2 separate regions of the Arachis hypogaea genome follow, and region 2 is linked to region 1. The links are chromatin contacts, called in public Hi-C maps. All regions are on one chromosome and are shown on one strand. Each heading gives the region's core, a stretch centred on a gene start, on an enhancer-like site or on the middle of the called end of the contact. The rest is flanking DNA. Distances are from core to core; before and after follow the strand shown. Region 1 has its middle 32 kb from the start of LOC112718788. Region 2 holds the start of LOC112716027.

Evidence for each region. Hi-C and Micro-C count contacts between places; a contact is called where the count stands out from the background.
Region 2: a Hi-C map of leaf shows a contact between it and region 1, with 4 times the contacts expected there. The contact joins the promoter of LOC112716027 here to the enhancer-like site in region 1. A contact is called at or near these places in 2 of 8 Hi-C or Micro-C datasets (leaf and an unstated tissue).

The regions. Positions count from the first base shown.
Region 1 is chr10:96,151,032-96,158,147 of arahy.Tifrunner.gnm2.J5K5, forward strand. No RefSeq gene overlaps it. Among protein-coding and RNA genes, the nearest start is that of LOC112718788, 32 kb to the left of the region's middle. Within about 2 kb of position 2,955, at least 3 of the 3 cell types and tissues checked have open chromatin away from gene starts, as enhancers often do.
Region 2 is chr10:96,189,143-96,196,258 of arahy.Tifrunner.gnm2.J5K5, forward strand. LOC112716027 reads left to right here and starts at 3,083. Exons shown (of 10, transcript XM_025767867.2): 1 at 3,083-3,373; 2 at 3,473-3,590; 3 at 3,690-3,778; 4 at 3,863-3,918; 5 at 4,014-4,069; 6 at 4,776-4,869; 7 at 5,285-5,364; 8 at 5,586-5,628; 9 at 5,830-5,921; 10 at 6,180-6,655. The coding sequence starts at 3,318. The coding sequence ends at 6,359.

The DNA.
Region 1 (7,116 bases), core at 1,705-4,204:
TTGCTGTTAGCGAACCTCCACACTAGGAGTCACCTGTCACAAAGATCACGAAGAACATAACCTCTCAAAGCTCGATATTCACACGTCCACACTCACCGCACCATGTGAAAACTCTGGTTTGGTGTAAACTTTGTGAAGTGAGAGTGGAAAAGGGAAGACAGTTCAGAGATTAGTGAGATTTAGAAAATGAAAGAGTAAGAAGAATAAGTCTCAATATTTGAAATTACACTGATGCGTGAGCATCTTCTCTATATTTTTCTAGTGAATTTGCATTCAAATTGTTGAGTTTAATCAAGATTTAAATATCTTTTAGCCACTATAGATGCTACTTTGATTTGTGTGCAATTCTATTTATTTCAGACAGCATTCGGATGGATTTGACGGAGTTTTGTAGCAGAAAAAGAAGAAAGCGAATGATGTTGTCAACCCCGACCTCCTTGCACTCAAACAAAAATAACCTGAGCTACAGAGGTCCAATTGACGTAATTTCAAAGGCATTGGAAAGCTAACTTCTAGAGCTTTCCAACGAGATATAATAGTATACCCTTTTCTTTCATTTGATTCGGCCTCCTCCACACTGAACTTGAGGATCTCCAAATTCAGTGTGGACTCAAAGGAAAAACCAACGAAGAAGCCACTGCCTCCTCCACGCTGAACTTGGAAATTCTCAAGTTTAACGTGGACTCAGGAACGCACCAAAGGAGACACTGCCTCATCCACGCTAAACTTGAGAATTTCCAAGTTTAGCGTGGATCCTAATAACCCAAGTGGTCCCCAGACACTCATACAAGGCTGCGCATGAATCTTATTAATTTTGATTGCATTTTTATTTTATTTTAAAATGAGAAAATATATTATTTAGTTTTAGAAATTATAATTTACATTAATTAGAATTAGATATAAAAGGAAAAAGAATCAACCCTTCGGGCTCGGCTCTTGGACCTCATTCCACAATTTACAGTTTTTCTGAATCCTAGTTTTCTCTCTGAACCATGAGCAGCTAAACCTCCATTGTTAAGGTTAGGAGCTCTGTCTATTGTATGGATTGATAATATTATTTTTCTATTTTAATTTATGTACTTATTTATGTTTCAAGAATTATTTTCGTTCTTTATCTTATGAATTTGGGTGGAACGAAAATATGACCCTTATTCTAATTGAATTCTTGTATAACTTGGAAAAGCTATTTATTTGAACAATAGATTGAAAACATATTCTCCTAAATTTCTAGTTATCTGGACTTAACGGGATACGTGACATATAATCCTCTTATATTTGGGCATATAAACTAGAATTGAAATTCTAATTGGTATTAAGTGACCAAGAAATTAGCGATTGATGAATTTTAGAGGAGACTAAAAAGGTCTAAGAAATTAGGGTTTCGTCACAAATAGTTTTCCATGAATTAAATCTTGCATGATTAAAATAGTTAGTAAGAAAAGTCAATTCAGAAGATAGATATCTCTGAAGCCTTAACTGTTTCTCCATATATTATTCACAACTCATTTTACTGCTGCTTTCTAATATTCTGAATTTACTGTTAATGCTTTTGAACCTTCAAATACCATTTTTTGTTTGTCTAACTAAGTAAATCACTTAACCATTGTTACTTAGTCTATTAATCCTCATGAGATCGACCCTCATTCACTTGAGGTACTACTTGGTACGACCTGGTATACTTACCGATTAGTTTGTGAGTTATAAATTTCACACCATATACCTACAAACTTTATATACACTATATATATATTCTCACCTAAGGTACAGTTAACTAGCTAAACTAATTAAGTTACATGCTAACTAACTCTATACTAGTTGTACAATGATCTAACTAATTTTTTCAACTTGATTAAGCTACTGCTGAGTTAGCTTCTAGTTGCTTCTTCCTTGAACTACTATGATCTGTTACAGATGGAGGTAAAAGTCAAAAAGTTAAAAATAACAAAAATCTTAATAGGGGATGGAAAACTCATAAAAAGACCAGCTAGTGACTGCTTCTTTGGTTCTATTTCAAGCAAATTCTCCCCTTAATTTGAACACAACACTGCCTCCAATAACCTCATAATCAAGGGGACCCACAAGAAGAACCTGCAAAAGAAAAATCCATAATAATATAATCAAGTAGCTGCAGATGAAGATAAAGTTTGAAGGAGGAGAAGGAGGGAATAAATTAGGATTATACAACGAAGAGGGACTAAATTAGATCCAAATTTCAAAATTGCAGCATCCAGTATAGCAATGAAGTGTTACATCATTACTATGATTGATAACTCATAACCGGAAAGAGATTCAGGGACCATTATATTGCTCGGAGCTCAATCAGAAGGACCACTATAGTAAAATTAGAATCTGGATGATTAAATTGAGTAATAGCGTAAATCTCAGGGACTACTATAAGAATTTACTTAATTAATAATACTTGTAGATTATTTGATGAAATTATTTTTAAAAAATGATTGCAATAGTTATTGCATATAAGAATAAGTATCTAGTATTTTTTAAATATTTATTATATTACTATAAATAACTTTAATTATTCATGTATCTTAGATTATTTTAATAGTTAATTATTTAATTAAAAAATATAAATTATTATGTATATGTAAATATATATTAATTAATTTTTAGTATGCAGAAAATTTTTGAAATAATTGAAACTTTTATTCATTTTTTAATTTCTAAATAAAAAATTACTTTTTAATATTTTCAAAGATAATATATACATTTTAATTTTTATTTATTTAAATACTATAAAATTTAATTAATACTTCCAATCATTATTCATTATTTTTTATTGTTGAGGATATCTTTTTTTTTTTGACATGGTTGAGGATATCTTTAGAAGATAATAATCTATGTTTTTTTTTTTTTTTAATTGTTTTTGGGGAGGGGATAATCTATGTGGTTTACCATGTAATTCTTTAGATTGAAAAGTTTTGATCAGTTTGGGCTACACGGCGATGTGCTAAAAGGCTGACTCAGTGATGCTGAAATACAAAATTTGAAAAATTCCAGTTAATTGGGCTTTATAGGAATAAATATATTTTATATGAGCCCAAAACAGTTACAACTTTGACTGATTTGGAAGTCTGCCAACTCATGACCAAAAAAAAAAAGAAGTCTGCCAACTCAAGGCCTAAATGATAGGGGAGTCTGCCCAGCATAAAACAGGGGATCAGTTGATTGCACATAGTTTACTGTTCACATGCTTATGAGTGTGTATTATTGTACCTTTATTAAATGTACAAGATTACTTTAAATCAGGTCCCTCAAAAATAGAAAAAGATTAATCTCAAGTAATTCTTCATAACTTTCTTTATAATTGACCGAAACTTTAAGCCTGATGAAAGTATGACAAGAGATTTAGAGTCAAGACTTAACTTGGTATTTGGTCATTCTTACAAAAGATAACATAATTTTTCATTAAAATAAATATTTTAATTTTCAACATTATTAATTTAAGACAATACGAATTCTTGGTTAAAAAATCACCAAATTATAATAGAAATTGTTTTGGGAGAAGCAAAAGTTTTTTTATAATATGGAATGGGGTTTAAGCCCCTTATAAACTATTAATATAGTTATTTTTTAAATTTCTTTTTTCGGTAATGGTTAAGTGAAAAAGGACCATTAACAAAAATAATGTTATAAGAAAAGAAAAATGATTGTACTATGAAGATCTTTCTAAAAAGAAAAATATCATCGTAAAAGAAATGATAATATTGATAGTGTTGGTAGTCTTGTTTATAGTGTTAAATGAGACAATAATGATAATAAAATATGATTATATAATAAAAATAGTAAAAGTAGAAGTTTAATGATAATAATGTAAAAAATAATAGTATTAGTAGTGATAATTAATCTTATTACTGAACAAAGTTTTATGAATTTAAAATGCTTATAAATTATAAATAAAACTTTTACAAAATTAATTTTATATTATTTTATAGATTTGTTTTAACAAATAGTTTATATTATATCAAAATAATAATATTAAAAACCAAAATATTTTAAAGAAAAAAATCATTTTTTATGAAAATTTACCGAAATTGAATTGAGTCTTTATTTTTTACTTTGATCTTTTAAGAATGTGGAGGAATATGTAATTAGTGGGCAGAAGAAAAGTGTAATAGCTTGCAGTATAATAATAATAATAATAATAATAATAATAATAATAATAATAATAATAATAATAATAATAAAGTTAAAATGACTATACTAAAAATTCATTTACTTCAGGACACTTTGGTTGGTCTTTTGTGCTAAACAAAATTATATAATATTTTTTCATTTTAAAAATAAGCCTGTTTTGTATTTTTAAGTTTATTAAAAAATTAATATATTTAAATACTAAAAGAATGAAGAAACACTTATTTTAAAATAGAGAACACCCTAATATGGAATGCTTAATTTGACTAAAATGTGATGGATGAGTCATCAGTGATGAGTAGGTAGATTTGGTGTCGGTTAGCAGAGAAAATCAAATTGAATTGAGAGTATTAAATGATAATAAATGTCAGAGAATTGGTAAAATTATTATTTTTAGTCAATAATTAATTATTAATATTTAAAATTATAAATTAAAAATATATTATTAAATTATTAAAATAAAAAATTAAATTAATAACTAAAAATGTTGAACAATGACAATAAATTCTGATACTCTTTGAATTCTCAAATTATTAATGGAGGAGGCAGCGATGCGTAGCCGCGTAGCACGGACAACTCGTTGCTTAATGCTTTTGCTTGCTAAGCACACAACCATGTCCAATAACCAAATAACACGTGTCATTCATCCTTATCATCTCATGCTCATATTCGCTGACACACTGATACTCGTGCCACCATAACACATTACAAAGATATCGGTAATAGCAAAGAGTTAATGTTTTTAGTAAAAATATTATTTTTTTATATATTTCATGATTAACGATAATATATTAAAATAAATCAAATTTAAATAAATGTTATAGTGCTTATTATATTATACTTAAATTATTAAAAAAATAAATAATTTTTAAAAAATTTTATATAATTTATTTTTTATTTTAAATATTTTATTTTTTATTTTAAAAAATAAATTCAACCATTTAAGTATCATGACAAAAATATTATAAAACTTACCTAAAAATTATTACATTGAGAATCACGAAACATATGAAAAATTTTAATCTAAACCTTTTGCAATAAAATAAAATATTTTATATCCATAAAATAAAATCAGTTATTAGAATTAATTATTAATTAATATAAAATATATATGAAAATATAAAATATATATTAAAAATAAATAAAGAATAATAGGACCAGTAACTTTTGTGATTTATAGTCATTAAGTAATCATAAATAATATTTTTAATGATGTGATATTTTATTTAATAGTGTGAAATTATTAATTTTTTTTACTGATTACATACTGGCCAAAATTTAATAAAATTACTGACACTCTAGATTTTTTCAAAATAAATTAAATAATATATATTTATAGAAATACATAATAACTCATTTTAGTTGTTAATTTTAAAATATAATGGAATTTTTACAAGAAAATTCTGTCCTCAAATCTAAGATTATAATAACTTAATAAACTGATGGCAAATTGAAATAAAATTGATCTTGTAACGAGAACAGCGCAATGGAGGTAAAACACATTTGAATGTAATACGTAGATAAACTTCCAAAGTGTGATACATATTATGCAAAATCGTTCTAGCTGTCATTAGATGAAAAGAGAAAACCTCTCAAATCTAATTCATTTCAGCTTTTGAATTTGACTAATTTACAATTCCGAATCAAAGAAGGCACCGAAAAAGAAATAAAAAATGAAAAGAAGCTATATTATTATTCCTACTGGCTCTGTTGTGTCTGTAGCCGGTGCTGTTGATGTTCAACATTATTATTGTCCATTATTTCTTTCTGGGTTTTATCTTCATTGAGAATGTGTTTAGCAGAATTGTTATTAGTAGCGGGCCCCTGGTTGGGAGAAGAGGAGCATTTGGCGGAGGTAGGAGTGGCCAAGAAAGTAGGCTTATCGTGTCCGGCCATAATCACAAGAATCTTGTCTTCGTAAGGCTTCACTTGCTCCTTGTTGGTTCCTTCATCAGCTTCTTTTGTCGCCAGGTTCCTCTCCATGGAACTTTCTTGTTCTTCTTCGTGGTCGTTGGAATGAATGGCAGTTAGCTTCCAGAAAGAGCAGGCCAGGATGAAGAGGGCGAAGGCTATGAGGCCCAGCATGGCCGCTAGCCCTCCGAACAGGTAAGGAACCGGCGAGTGCCATGTGGACGTGGACGACAACGACGACGAAGATGGTGTAGTGGTTGGTGCTGTGGAGGAAATCGATCTCATGTTAGTGTTTATTACAAGTTAGAAGTAGGGAGGGAAGGTAGCAATGTGAGAGGCTGAAAGCTAAGGGAGTATTTATAACGAAGAAGAATGGGAAGGCACATTTACTCTAGTGTGTTGTTTTTCTTTTCACTCAATGGTATTGTTTATTGGGACAAATTAATGACTAATTTATTGTGGATCAAAATTCTATTTAAAAATTTATTATTGGCTAATTAATTGTTATATATATACCACCAAATTTAAATTTTTAATATTTGATTAACAATAATGTTTGGAAATCAAGATAGTTTTAACAAAATATTAGCCAAAAGTTTTTAGATAAATTCAAAATCTTTATATAGATGTTACTTATTAAACATGAAGATATTTTTTTTCTTTGTAAATTGGATGATTTCGAATCTATTTTCTAATTTAGAATCTTTTAGGCATTTAAAGAGAAAAATAGTGGAGAGAACAAAATTAATTGAATCAATTTTTATAATTCACGTTATAATAAAATTAAATGTATCTGCTTCTAATTTAAATATAATAAAATATTTAATAATTAATATTTTAAATTATAAATAAATAAAATTAATTATTATATTTATAATTAATTAAATTATTTTATTTTTGATTAATTTAAAATTAATTTTATATATTTTTTATTAATTAAATAGACTAATAAACTAATTATTAACTAACAAAATCTGATTGTATGCGTTGGTTTTTTACTTTGTGAAATGGGTCACGGACTTGACCCTGTTTTCTTGTTGTAAGTTGTTGTGTAAC
Region 2 (7,116 bases), core at 1,833-4,332, 38 kb after region 1:
AGATGAAGAACAATAAGAAGAGAAAGAAGAAAAAAAAAACAAAAGAAGAAGAAGAAGAGCAAGATAAAGAGTAAAGAAATGAGAGATTTAAGAGGAAAAAAAGATAGAAATATAGAATAAAAATAAAAGAGTATCTAAGAGGAGATTGGTATTGCAAAGAAAAAATTAACTTATAATTTTTTGATGAGAATAAAAAAATAATTGTGGAATAATAAAAATAATTATGAAAAAAAACATTAAAAAAATTGTATCCATTTTGTTAAAGTTCGTGTCCATGAAAGTCTTTCGTAAAAAAATAGACACAAAAATAAAAGAATTATTCTAAAGACATTGTGTTTAATATCTATATCTTTGTCTTTAAATATTTTTAGACATTTATTGTTTACGTCATTGTATTTTGTCTTTAAAAATAAATATAGCTCTAATTCTTTGGAATCTTGATTTTTTTTTTCAAAAAAAAAAGTGTTATCAATTTATTATAATTAAAACGAAAAACAAAATAACTAACCAATAATTATTTTATGAGTAAATTATTATTTTTACCCATTAATAATGAAGACGTTGACATTTTTATTTATAAAAGACAAAAATAAAAATTATACCTATCAAAGATCATAAAATTATCCAAACCTTAAAAAATATCTAAAAATCCTAAATTATCATTCTCTCTCTCTTTCTCTCTCTCCAACACTTGTAACACCAGCATTACCACTAACACTCTTCTCCATCACCACTACTACAATCACTATCGACACCGATGACTCCAAACTCATCATGTATTCAAATTCTCAAACTTGAAGAAGCTCCTTATCCACTCTATTATTACGCCATTCAATATTTCTAATCAATTCAAATAAAATCAAGGAATAGGAAACAATCACCAAACTCAAAAAATCAATCAAATATGGTAATATTAACTAATTCTTTTTTCTAAAAAAAAAGAAAAACAAAGCTACAAAAAATTCAAACTAGTAATATTAGTGAAGTGTGGTAAATTGAAACTGAATTGGAGGATTTGTTGGGAATGGACTAATGGCCTTCAAGGCGGTCGACACGAAAGGTGCTAGGGAGACTAATGTTGCACGAAAGGAAGAAGCGGAACTCGTTTCTAGTCATGTGAGTTGAAAGGGATTGTTTGTGATTCAGATGCTTATTTCTTTTGTTTTTTCTTAATGAAGAATTAGGGTTCTTTTCCAAAATCGTTTTAGAGGCAGCTTTTTATGGATATTGTCAAAACAGAGAAGAACGAAAAGTAAGTAAACGGAGAGAAGAATAAAGTGACAGCAAAGAGTGGCTACCGAGGAGAGTAGAGTGGCATCAACGAGACTAAAAGGCTTAGAAGATAAAAACTGTCGTGAGAGGCACGCAAGACAAGTGATGACAAGAGACACATTGACAATGCCGCCAGCGATATGGCAGCCGCGAATGAGGGGCGAAGTGGTGGTGGTAGGATTAATTGACATGGGAATAGGGTCTTGTTGTTTCTGTGGTGTAAAAGAAGAAAAATCCATGATTTTATTTTAATTGAATTGAAATATTGAACGGCGTGACAATGAAGTAGGTGAGGAACTTCTTCATCCTTGAGAATTTAAATAGAAGATGGCCTTTAACTTGGAGCCGGCGGTGTTAGTAGTAATAGAGTTGGGTGTTGGTGGTGTTACTAACGGTGATGATGAAGATTTAGAGAGAGAGAGAGAGAGAATAATGTGGTGACGATGCTGATGGTGATGGAAGAGACAAAGTAATTTAGAATTTTTGGGTGTAGATAATTTTATGATGGGCCTAGGAAACAATGATTCTCTTGAACAACATGAATATCCATCAATCAAATATAAGTATACTACATTCTAATTTAATGCTACTTATTAAATTTATTCTTTTAATCCTATTAATTCATATTGTTCACACATTATTCAAGAATGTTATTAGTTACCTATACTTTTTTTTATGATACAAAACCAATCTTTCATATATATAATTTTAATTTTTGTCTTTTATGAATAAAAATGTCAATGCCTTCATCTTTTATAAATAAAAATAATAATTTACTCTTATTTTATTAATTATATGTTGATATAAAGATTGTTGCTATTTTTTTCAAAAAAAAAAAAAAAAAACAAAGCTGATGGTGTATTAAAAAAATATAATAAAAATGACAAATTATTTATTAAAAAGATTAGAGTAAAGTATCGTTTTTGTTTTAAACGTTTGGGGTAAGTCTTAAAGTTGTCCTTAACGTTTCAAATCGTCCTATTTAAGTCCATAACGTTTCAAAACTGGCTCAATGTTGTCCTACCGTCAAGAATCCGTTAATAGAATTGACAACGGGACAAGATTGAGACGATTTTAAAACGTTAGGGACTTAAATAGGACGAAAATGTTGGGACAAAAAAGATATAGAAATAAATTTTAATTTTATTCTTCAATAATATCAATTTTTACTATACATAGTATTCAATTATTTTTTAATCACATCTAAGTAAATTATACTTAATCATATTATTTTCATTTTAAATAAATTAATTTTTTTATAATTTTACTTTTAAAGATTTTTAGTTATCATGAAATATTTGTAGAATGACTAGTGTATAAACTTGTAGAAAAAAAATAATATATATAATAAAATATAAATTATACCTTTTGTCTCTAATATATCAAAATTCTTTAAAATTATAAAAAAATAAATTTATTTAAAATGAAAGTAATGTGATTAAATGTAATTTATTTAGATGTAATTAAAAAATAATTGAATATTATGTACAGTAAAAAAATTAATATTATTAAAAGATAAAATTAAATTAAAATTTATTTTTATGTATCATTTTTGTCCCTAATATTTTCGTCCTATGTAAGTCTCTAACATTTTAAAATTGTCTCAATTTTGTTCTGTCAATTCTGTTAAAGAATCTCTATTGACAGGACAACATTAAGTCAAATTTAAAATATCAAGATAAATAAGACAATTGAAATATTAAGGACAACTTTGACTTGTCCAAGGGGCAAAAATAATATTTTACTCAAAAGATTAGGGCCAACACTTTTAGTTAAAAAAAATGTAGTAATTGGGCATGGTATTTTGTTTGGGTTGGGCTTATAGGAATTGGTAATTACTAATTAGTTAGCTGGAGAAGGCGTAGTGAAAATGAATGAGGCTGGAATGAAGCCACATATGGTTAGAGACGTGGCAGAAATTAGAGTAGCCATGTGTTCCTCTTGCTTCCTGCTCTAATGCTTCTTCTTCTGCTTCTGCCTTGGTTTACTCTGATTTCAAAACCCAAGCAACGAATCCAGCAAGTGCAGCCACATTCGAGGTTCAAATGAGGACATTAGTCTCTCGATTGATCCATTCCAACCCTTCCTTTTCCAGGCTCAAGTCTCTTCCTCTCTCCCTTTTCCCTATTTGGTTCCACACCGATGCAATTCGCTAATTTATTATTTCTATGCTCACTTGTGTGCTTGTTTTTCCTTCAAGTGTAACTGCCTCGTCAAAGATCGCCAGAAGTTTCACCACCGATTCCAATCAGGTTGATGAACCCTTCAAGGTCGAAGAAGCTGAAACGGTAAACATACCTCCGCCCCCAACAGACAAGGTATTCATTCTATTCTACTACCGGCATTTATTTTCACTCTATTTTTACTTAATTTCGTGTGTGTAAGTTTAACCTAATCTGTACTCAATGCAATTCAAGTTACTTGTGTTGGGAGGCAATGGATTTGTTGGCTCACATATTTGTAGAGAAGCCTTAGATCGTGGTTTGTCCGTTGCCAGTCTTAGCAGGTTCCAAATCCCACTTTCATTCCCATTAGAATTGTTTGTTTGGTGCAATTTCATGCCACTCACTTTGTGTTTTACTTGTTGCAGGTCTGGCAGGTCATCCTTGCATGATTCATGGGCTACCAATGTCATCTGGTATAAAGGTCTGCTGTTCACTTTCTTTATTTTCCTTGTGGACTCTGCATTTTTCACGGTGCTATTATGGGCTAATATATCTCAATTGTTTTTGTGTAAACAGGGAACCTCCTTTCGGGTGATTCGTTGAATGAAGCTCTCAATGGGGTCACTGCTGTCGTAAGTTTTCACTTATCTTGTTAAAATGCCTAGTAAATACAGATAATCATAAGTAAGAGGAAGCTCAAAGCCAACTCATCTGTTTGGTGCGAATCACCTCTGTTTTGATCAATTTTTTATAGCAGTGTGGCTCAGATATCCAATACCAACCACTCTAGTTTCTAAACAGAGAAATATGTGCAGTTCTTTTTTTATATTCAAGTGTTTATTTGAGTCCTGGAGAAACAGTCTTGTTGTCTCTGTGTGATGTCAAGATCACGGGTTCAAGTCCTGGAATTAGTTACACTGATGTAATTATCAGTTAGGATACCTATATTACACCCTTTGGATGCAGTCCTTTCTTGGACCCTACCGCATTAATGCGGGATGCTTGTGCACCGGGCTGTCCTTTCTTCTTGTAAAAGGATTTTCTATTGTAGGGTGTAGCAAACTATTAGACACAACTGAACAGTTTTAGAGGATGTGTAACTAAGTACGAATACAATCGTGAATCACAATAATGGGGTGTGAGTAGTGGGTCCTGACTTTTGATAGCAAAGGGATGGGGGAAGCGGGTATAAGTAGTACTCTTAAAAAGAAGACGAAGATGCTCATAGTTTGAAATGGAAAGGAGAAGTAAATGTTTGTGATCATGCTTTATCTTTTTCTTCTTTGGTTTTCCTCATGATTCATAGGTTCATTGTGCTAATTATGTTTCTTTCCTAAGATCTCATGTGTTGGCGGTTTTGGCTCCAACTCATACATGTACAAAATTAACGGAACTGCTAACATCAATGCAATTAGAGCAGCTGCAGATCAAGGTAATTGAAGATTCAAAACATTTGTCATTTTTGATATACTTTTATGTTCTTGCCAACCTTATTTTCTACTACTATTGCTTTGAGTAGCTGGGTCAATGCCCATGAAATGCAAATATCTTTCTCTTGAGCTTAGAATAAGAATGAATGCTACATTCCACTTAAAGAAACATAAATTGAAATGAAAATGATGTACTATTCACAATTGAACTCCAACAGAAGTATATATACATAACAGTTATTTAATCTTCAACAGATATCAGGGGTTCACTTTCATCCAATTTCCTATCAGTTACATATATTTTTGCAGAAACTGCTTTCATTATTTGTGGTTGGCTAACTATGCAGTAGTTTTATTTTCCATTTTCAGAGTCCATGTTACTCGTTGTTCTTGGATGATTTATGCGTGGTTTTGCAGGTGTTAAAAGATTTGTCTATATCTCTGCTGCTGACTTTGGCGTAGTTAATTTCTTATTGCGGGGTTATTATGAAGGAAAGGTAATATGTCCAACTCTTCATCATCAAGTATATTTTGAGGAACATATCATCCATTGAAGAAATTTGCCAGAAACTTTTTTTCCTTGTGGTAAAACTCCACTGAATAAAATAAAACATATCATATGCTTCTCTTTAGGCAAGAGTACACAAAATTATTTAAATGGTCATTTCCATTTTTTATTTCATGATCCTTAAAATAATATATTGTCTTATTGATGTAGAGAGCTGCTGAAACAGAGCTTCTGACCAGATTTCCTTACGGTGGTAAATTTTCTGTCTTGGCATTACTGAGTGACATTTCATTCTCATCCATCTTTATGGTCTGACTTTTCCAAAGATGTTTCCTTAGTAAAAAAAAAAAAAAAAAAAAATTCTTCCTTATGCCTGAGAGATTTAGAGGAAGTTTGGGAATAGTTCTCAGTGTGGGTATTTGTGTTACCTAATGGAACTTCGTGCATTTTCCAGGAGTGATTCTGAGGCCTGGGTTTATATACGGGACTCGAACTGTTGGGAGCATGAAGATACCCCTTGGTGCAATTGGATCTCCAATGGAGATGGTAATTTCATTTTTTTCCCTAGTATTTGTGACATTGAGATACCTCCTCCGATCATAAAGTGTGAATAACTTTTGTTCTTTAATCAATTGACATTAGATGTAAGCATCATGATATTGAAGTTTGAGTCATTGTTTACTAAATTACTAGTATGATTAAAGTTCAGATTTTTCTTGAGCATCAGTATGATTGCATTGATGCCACATTATACATTACTGTCCTTTGGTTCTGAGTGTAATGCAATTCACTTGGAGTACGCAGGTTCTCCAACATGCAAAGCCATTGAGCCAGATCCCACTTGTTGGACCTCTAATGACACCTCCGGTCAATGTTACGTCAGTTGCAAAAGTCGCGGTTAGAGCTGCAACGGACCCTGTTTTCCCTCCCGGTATCATTGATGTTTATGGAATTCAACGGTATAGTCAGCACAAATCAAAGTAGAAATTTTTTTCCACATTTTTTTTACTTCACTCGGAGCGGTTTGCTTCTACCAGATGCCATCTCTTTCACGGAATAATGTCTGAAAGGCGTGTGTATGTAACCATAGATGTTTCTTTCCGATTTCTTTAGTTTCAGCATTCATAATCTTCTTTTTCAACAAACTCTGTTGCCTGAAGTGGGTTTGAATATACTTTATATCTTGTCAGAGAGGGAGAGATTTTGATGAACGTAAACGTGTTGTACGCTTTCAAAATTTTCAAGGTAAATAAAACAATCACTTCACACTTCATGCATAACATTTACATCAACTTGTTTTGTTCGATACTTGAATTCAAATTCCAGTACTTTTTCTACTGTCCCCAGAAGTTTATAGTTTTCTGTTTTCGTTGGTCAATATTCTTTTGGTATTTGATATGAAGTTTCCTGTTTTATAAATTTTGACCGGACGAGCATGGATGATCAACGGGGAAAAAAAAGAAAGAAAAAAGAAAAAAAAATGAAATAGCGAGCAGAACATTCTTAAACTCTGAAAAAGAAAATTCAGATGTATAACATTAAGTTGGATCATTTCTTGAATGCCAAATGTTTGAAGGTGCCATTTTTTATAAGATTTAAATATCTTATAGTATTCAGATTAAATGTTTGACAGAATTGTATCGCGAACTAACAGAGGCAGCGGAAAAATTTTAGCAAAATCGTAGTACATCAACAATGGTATTAAAATGTGAAAATTCAAGAATACCAAAAAAGAAAAGTG